Linked DNA regions of Arabidopsis thaliana: region 1 is linked to region 2. Evidence: chromatin contacts called from public capture Hi-C data. All regions are on one chromosome and are shown on one strand. The core of a region is the stretch at or near the end of the contact, and the rest is flanking DNA. Distances in the headings are between cores, read along the strand shown. Region 1 holds the start of AT1G77610 (EamA-like transporter family protein). Region 2 holds the start of MEI1 (transcription coactivator).

The links. Capture Hi-C pulls out chosen DNA fragments and counts their contacts.
Region 1: a contact with region 2 is called in a capture Hi-C map of seedling, with 1.9 times the contacts expected there. A contact is called at or near these places in 1 of 26 Hi-C or Micro-C datasets (vegetative nucleus) and 1 of 3 other capture datasets (seedling).

What each region holds. Positions count from the first base shown.
Region 1 is chr1:29,163,714-29,167,819 of TAIR10.1, reverse strand. It overlaps AT1G77610 (EamA-like transporter family protein), which reads right to left and starts at 2,650. Exons shown (of 5, transcript NM_106409.4): 1 at 2,236-2,650; 2 at 1,833-2,082; 3 at 1,539-1,746; 4 at 951-1,182; 5 at 47-558. The coding sequence starts at 2,331. The coding sequence ends at 334. AT1G77620 (P-loop containing nucleoside triphosphate hydrolases superfamily protein) reads left to right here. Exons shown (of 16, transcript NM_106410.3): 16 at 1-56.
Region 2 is chr1:29,054,971-29,058,775 of TAIR10.1, reverse strand. MEI1 (transcription coactivator) reads right to left here and starts at 2,349. Exons shown (of 17, transcript NM_106381.3): 1 at 1,857-2,349; 2 at 1,726-1,768; 3 at 1,505-1,626; 4 at 1,009-1,116; 5 at 194-332; 6 at 29-120. The coding sequence starts at 2,036. It overlaps AT1G77310 (wound-responsive family protein), which reads right to left. Exons shown (of 14, transcript NM_106380.7): 11 at 3,618-3,752; 12 at 3,466-3,513; 13 at 3,203-3,313; 14 at 2,345-3,043. The coding sequence ends at 2,597.

The sequences.
Region 1 (4,106 bases), core at 1,401-3,900, 110 kb before region 2:
CCTATGTAGAGCATGACATAGTAGTAATGAATATACACAGAAATTTCAAAAAAGAAGAAGCAATAAATGTAGTAGTTCTCTCCTTCGGGTTTCAGAAAATGTATTTGATAAATTAAAAGATTCTACACTTCACAGAAATATAAATAGTAGTAGGAACCATTATCTCTTCTACGAGCTCAAATCAAAACGAAAAAAAAAAATGTAACTTTTCTCTACTAAGGTTTTTGAGTAAAATGCATATTTAGTAAAAATTCAACACCCCTTGTGTCAATGCTTCTCTTCTGCAGCACCCTGAACCAGTGAGTACTAAACTGAGCTGCGGAATGAAGAAGATCAGACTTTGCCTTCGAGTTTATCATTATTAACAAGTGGAAGTAATTCCATCTTGCTTCTTGGGGTACGAGGAGTCCTAGGAGTTCCCGGTGTTTGCTGTGAAAGCATATGCCTCACATATCCATAAAACGTGCAGCCCACAAGCGTAATTCCGCATCCAACAGCATTCATATATGATATTGGGTTACGGAATATCAACCATGAGACCATTACAGCCACTGCAACCTGCAAATCATATTACAAACATGAGAGTGAGTGTCCAAGGCAACAAACAAATCACAAGTTGGTGATGACAAAAACCATAGCAATGTGCCTCGAAAATTTGATATTCTAGTGGTGATTAACTTGTTTAAAACAAACTTATATGGATACAGTCATGCCCTGACCACTACGAATAAGACGTATAATGGAATATGAAGTACGCTTAAGACGTAGATGCGAAGAAACTCTAGCTGACAGGCTTTCTATTTCTTTTACCATGGTAAGATAGGTAAATTGATAAGAACTTAGTAATGCCAGTATAATGAATTAATAGTGCTTATCCTTTTGTTGGTTTGGACCATCCAGAGCAATCCGAAAGAAAAATTTAGTAACGGGTTTAGGGTTGTCTTAGTTACCTTAAGGTTTCCAGCCACGTTGAATGTGACTGCAGTTGTGGAGTGAATGACATAGAAGATGGAGAAGTTGAGACAGAAGGCTAGAACACCAGAACTGAGTATAATGATGAGGGCTGACCAGGGAGCAGGGTGTGCTTCAAACCAGCTCAAAATTCCACTGCCTTCCAGTAATAACGCTGGTATCCCGAGAATCATGGTGGCAAAAGGCGCCATATAGTAAACGGTGTTTATGCTAAATAATGAAAAACAGAAAAATCAAAATTTTCCTCTACGCAGATGGATATTCATAGTTTACTTCTCAAAAGGTGATGTGATTGAATCTTTATACATCAATCAACTTTATGGCTAAATCACATTAAAGTGACTGCTTTTTCAATTTGGACTAAGATGTCATATCTAATGCAATAGAAGCAAAGTTATTGCATATCAAATCCAAAAAAGACATAACAAGCAAATATCATTGTAATTAGAAACTAAGTGCAGTTTTCATGACTCAGCAATGATCATGGAAATGAAAGTTCCAAGAACTGAATAGTATATCATAGCAAGAAATTCATTCATAAGGAGACTCCAGGAAGGGGCACTGACCTGTCAAATTTGTAACCATGAAGAAGAGATTCGGCTAGAATGGTCTTTGTGGAAGTAGCTAAACATCCAAACAGGGCAGCACAGAATCCAAACATGTTAAAACTAAGTTCAGTCACAGATGTCAGAAGAATTCCACCAACAATAGGCACGAGAGACGCCCAAATACGCCAGTCAAAGTATTTCCTCCATACCAGCCACTGTAACACAACTGCTCAAACATATACATAAGAAACAATTAGACAATAGACAATAGAAATATCACAAATAGGAAACTTTCCATCTGAAAACCCTAACCTGTAGTAGCTGGAGTGAAAGACTTAATCGTCTGCATAAACGAAACCGGAATGTAACGAAGACTGACATTTCCCAAGACAATGTTGATACAAAACACGAAAGACATTGGAAAAATCCTCCTCCATCGATCTTCAGGATCGACAACAATCAATGGTTTAAGCTTGAGAACTTTGATAACGATGTAAGCTCCAATCGACGAACATATGAAGTGAACACATGAAACCGATAGTGGAAACTTAAAATCCAGTTTCTGCAACAACAACAAAAAAAAATCAAAACTTTATCACCAATCTATAAAGCTGAAACCAAATTCCAAATCAGCAACATCAGATCAATAGATCAGATCAAAAGGGTATTAAATACAATTAAGTAAAACCTAAAAATTCTAGGGTTAAGAAGAAACCTGAAAGATCCATTTGTTCATGATGATGACGGTAACATTGAAACCCCACCACTGAAGAATCGCTAATAGAGATCTGAACATACTTCCTTCCTCCATGATTCTCTCACTCTCACTCAACTTTCGGAATCAGATCGCAAAAGAGACAAAAACCCACAAGAAATTAACGAGTTTTAAGAAGTGAATCCGTAAGAAAGAGAGAGAGCTGCGCAGCTAAATAAGAGAGAAAACCCTAATGAAGGAGAAAAGTGGAGAAGGTAACGGTAGCGAAAGAGAGCTCTTCTTCCATGTGATTTGTTTCGAATTCGCTGTTCATCAATCTCAAACGTCTCCTGTCTATGACTCTCTCTCTCTCACTCTTTATGCCATGAAAATTATGTTTTGCTCTTCCGTAGGTTTCCTTTTATTTAGTAAGAAATATTTATTTATTAAGAATAATTTCGCAATTTTAATTTTGTGAGCTTATTAAATTCATTCAGGAATCAAAACAAATATCACAAAATTGTATTTTCATGTTTTCTGAGTCAATTTTCAATTTTCCAAAACTCATTGGTATGGTAACAAATTTTTCATGTACATTCACTAAACCATGGTGATAAATAATATTACTGTTTTTATACTATTTTTTGTTTATATCAGGTAAATAATGGTGTGACTAGGAAATACTACATAAACTACATTAAAATGCGCAATTTTTTTTTTTTTTGTTAAATATTTTGTTGAAGATTTGTTTTTATCGGAAATATTTTGATATTTTTTTGTTAATTAATTATTATGATAACGCAAATTATTAAAGAAATGCAGCAACAATTTTTTTTTTTTGTTTGGTGGTATTTTGTCCCACATACGTCCGAGGATATGGGGGAGATCGCTGCCGTCCGATGACCTTACATGTTCATGACGTTGACATCCCACTACTATTGTCTATTTTTCAAATCGATTGTCGTGTATCTTACAAATTCGAAATATTATTGCTCTACAGAAATTGAACGTTTTAAAATCCAATATTAATTTACTGTTCAGGGGTTTGTAATTAATTAATTAAAATATAAATAAACAAGAAACTGGTTCTGGTTAAATGCAAAAAACCAACGACGATATATCATTTGTACGTTAAAGTCTTAGAAGTTATAAAGATTATGGACCAACCTTCTCAATTCTTTTCGTCTTGGAGAAGAATAATTTCGAAACTGCATTAAAAGTAGGATCATAAGTTATATCTCAAGCTATAATAATAATAGGTTTGGCAACCAAATTTTTTCTTTTAAAGAAGCGGCGACTTTATTGAACGTTGATCGGTCATGAAATATAAAATTTTGAAGACTCTAAGACAAATCTCATATTCATAGGACTACAAGCAAAATGCATATAGTATAATATATAGTTTGAGGTATAGGTTGTAATTTTGTATAAAATATCTAAAATTATTTCAACAAATTAAAAGATTATATATAAAATTACATACTCGAAACCAACTTTAACATATGTAGCCAGCAGACTTCATATATGTTGCTGCACGACCATTCAGGCATTGAGTATATTGAGTTTTTGAATGACTTGGTCAAACCACGAGAAAGCTAACCCATCTTACGGTCACACTTTATGTGAACACTAAGATAGGGAAGAAATATTTATCAAAATAATAATTTTTAAGAAAAATCGAAAGATTCAAGAAAAAGAATGAAGTAGGCAGCAAGTTTTGGTTTCCCTTTTTCATAATGTGATTAGTAATGAATAGAAATTTAATTTGACTTACTTGCAAGGGTAAAACGTAAGGCAAGTAGCTCGGAGTTTGATATTGGTCACCTAAATGCTAAACATTTATATTCTTAGACGAGTAGCTAGATAATCATTAGTATATATTGTAGCTGTTT
Region 2 (3,805 bases), core at 1,100-3,599:
CATTTTTAAATTTTGTTTCAAAGGATATATCAGCGATCAAATGTGTACAACTCTTTGTTAGCTCAGCAGAGTAGCTCCCTCCATATTCTGAAATTACCTTTTCCATTCCCTTGCGTTCATCTGATAATAAATCACTGATTAACTGTCAACAAAGAACCTAATTCGCATATGTTGAATATACCGGTTTTCTAACCTGCTGGAATTCTTGTGACACAGATTGTCAATCCAGAAAAAGGAGGAATCTTATATGGTTCCTGAGGAACCACACGGTGCTCATTCCAACACCGATGTAACCAATTCAGAGTAACGATTGGCTTCTTATTCAGGGCCCACTGCAAGTTAAAATAAGATATATTTATCAGACCCAATGAAATAGGCATAACAGCTTCCTCATGAACCTCATCAGTTCACTCTGCTCTAGGATATAATATGTAATGATAAGTCAGTAGAGGCACGACGCTGACTAAAAATAATTTCAGAAAACAACGGTGTTTTTCACTCTGAGAAGTAAACCTGCAATCCTGCATTAGCCTAAGTATTATATACATCATCCAGCTACCATCTAAAAATGAACAAAGCAGAACCCGTCAATAGGGGGATGACGACAACCTATATTTTGAGGCCTTCATTAGGGGCATTTTACATCTTTACTTACGCGAAAAGGCCTCTCTTCTTTTAATGTAGGCACTATGTACTGCTGGGAAAATGTAATTTCTCACATGCACCGTGCAAAAGATCAACAGCCACTTCTATGATTCTATCTAACTTTAATTTACCGGCATCGACAGAGAAAAATTCATCTAATTGGGGTAAAGCTAAATGAACTGATAAACACTTTTAGTTTATCTAACATAGTTGGAATAATTTTCTGAGATGCATTATGGAAAACAGCGGTATTGATATGTTACTAAAGCAAAGGTGAAACTGATAAGAAGCTAGTTATATAATCTACAGATGTGAACCTTCAGAAGGTAAAAGAATATTGATCGCAATCTTTGAACAATAGACCTTGTACTTGGCAGCCAAGACATTTTTCACAATGACGAAGTTCACATCAGAAGAAGCTCTGGAAAGTAAAACGCCCCCCATGGAAGTAACCAACTCCTTGATCTTGACCTTCAAAAGAATTGCAATCAATCAATTAAGAGGGATTAGTCCTTCAGAGTAACTGAAAAAACAATTCCCTCAACAGAAATCATTTTTTAATCTACATGCTTCGTACACTCTAAAAACACATTTCAACTAAATCAAAAGAGAGGTCAGTTTTTTTCTTTTAACACAGAAATTGAACCATAAACCAAAATTTCTAAAATTGTTTAGTTGCGCAATGGGAAACAAAGAGACACAAGTATTCAATACTATGTCATATGCACACTGTTAATCTCATAATCGATAGGTGAACGAACATAGACTCACAACCATTCCCATGGAGATTACAGTACAAGGGGAATAAAGGATACTAATAAACTAAAAACGACATCTATTACACTGACAAAAGAAGTACCTTCTCATCTACCAGAAAACCAGAAGCAAGAACTTTTAGACCATCCATGGCTAGGCAACAAGTGAATCCCCTTTGTGGCAGTGGTCTACCCTCTTTTGCACAGAAGAGCGCACATTGCGGACCTGCCACGCAATAAACATAAATCCAATTAAGAAAATTCACAAACACAGAATCAATTGATTTATTAAGTGACAAGAAATATAAAATAAATCTCATCTCACCTATTAAGTTACAACCCTTGGCTTTAAGATCCTTAAATTTCTCCTGTAAAACCCCAAAAAAATGGCAATAAGAGCAGATTATATAACGAAATAAGCAATTGCAGGGATATATAAGAAAGAACATTTCGCACATGATCGGGAGAAGCGATGACATGGAAATCAGAGGGACCACTCCGAGATGGGTCGCAGCAGAGGAAGATTTCGGCACCGTTAAGCTTGAAAGCATCGAGAAGTGTGTCGAAGACTTCAGGAGGCACCAGATTCCGAGACATAAAAACATTTGCCCCTTTGAACAGTTGCGTCGTCTTCATCGCCGCCGGAAAACCTAACCACGCACTTCTCGACTTTGTAAGAGCTTCACGGGGTTATCGGAGAAAATTGAAACCCTAGAATCGTCGGAAGAAGATGGATATTAGAACCTAGTAGCATTCGCATAGCACGAGATTCGTCAAGCTCTGGATTTGAGGTCAGTGATTCGGCGTGGTAACTGGTAAGAAGAGAACGCGGGAATTTTCGGTGCGCTTTTTTTTTGGTCGTCCAGTCCAGTGAGCTTGATTTCAGATACATACTAATTCCTTTTTAAGGCTTTTTATTCTTTTATTATGACCCCTTATTGGGCCGCCGACAAATTTAGACCCATTTAGAAATAGGCTACATGTGTTGGTTTATTCCGTCAAAAAAAACAGATTGAAAGAATTGGAGCTTCTCTTAACATCTTTAATTTGTAACGAGGAGAGGGACTTCGTCTTCTACGTAAGAAACGACTAGAAAATCAATACTAGGCGCAAAAATTAGAAGCGAAACTATAGCTACGAAAAACAAAGGCAAGGCTAGAGCCAGACTTTGAGAAAAAAAATCTAAGCTGTAGTACCTAACTTGGCAGGTTCAGGTCTGGAGGAGTCTGTGTCTTGGCCTTTGGATGTACCTGTGCCTGTTTATGTGCCTTGGACTGTGGATGTACCTGTACCTGTTTATGTGTCTTGGATTTTAGATGTGTCTGCCGCTTCAGGGCCAGAACGAGGGGTTTCTCTGCGGGCAGGTGAGTTTCTTCTAGAGCTGGTTCTGTCTTTCTTCTGACTTTCTTTCCTTCTGCTGCAGGATTGCTTAAGCTCGAAGTTCGCTTTAATTTCTCATGTTGCTGCTTTGACCTTTCAAAGGACGAGTCTGCTGCAGGTTGACAGTCCACTAAGGACGTGGTGGTTGCAGTTAGGACAACACTTGCTTTAACTTCAACACCTGAAGTCTTGTCGGGATAAGTAATACCCTCAGATTTAGGGACCAATTGTGTCTGTTTCTTCTTTGTTATCTTCGTTTGATCCTAAAATAAAATAAAAGTTGAGGAATGATAAACATGAGCGAAATGTGCGAGTTCATGATAATATTCGATGACAAATGGATATTTATCACATCCAAAAGTTAGCACGTTAGAAGCAAACAAACAGCTATGGCGTAAAAAAGTTAAGAATTTCTCAAATACCATCTCCTTCCCAATGTTTCCTTCCAATGCTCTCCGCCTTTCCTTTTCCCGGCAAATGGCACGCCTGATCTCATGATTGTCAACTAAACTATTGGGCCACAGTTGAGCTAGCTGGAGCAAGAATAAATCCAAAAGAAAATCAATCAGGAAGGTTTGGTAAACAATCTTGAATATTAGGCAAGGTCTAGTCTAATGTTTTTGAATGGATCTGGAAAGCAAATAGACAAAGAATGGCAAAATATAAAGGTTGGAGAGGAACTTACATCTGAATAAAGCTTTCTGATTTGTGAACCTGAATGTTCATCCATTCCCTAGTATTACCAAAAACAGAGCAAAAACTATGTTGACACTTACAATTCTGCATCTAACAAGTTGGAACACCTTTTTATGTAAGGTTATGGAAAATATTAATTACCTCAACAAACACGTCATATAGATCACACAATTTTTCCTCCAGCGCCACATCCATGACAAACTTCTTCACAGGTGACTTTCCAAGAGATCCAACATCCTGAAAATCGTCTGATGTTCCAGCTTCTTGATTTGTTTCCTGTGAAACAATTTATGTCAGCGCAAGGAATATTTCAAAATATCAGATGTTTA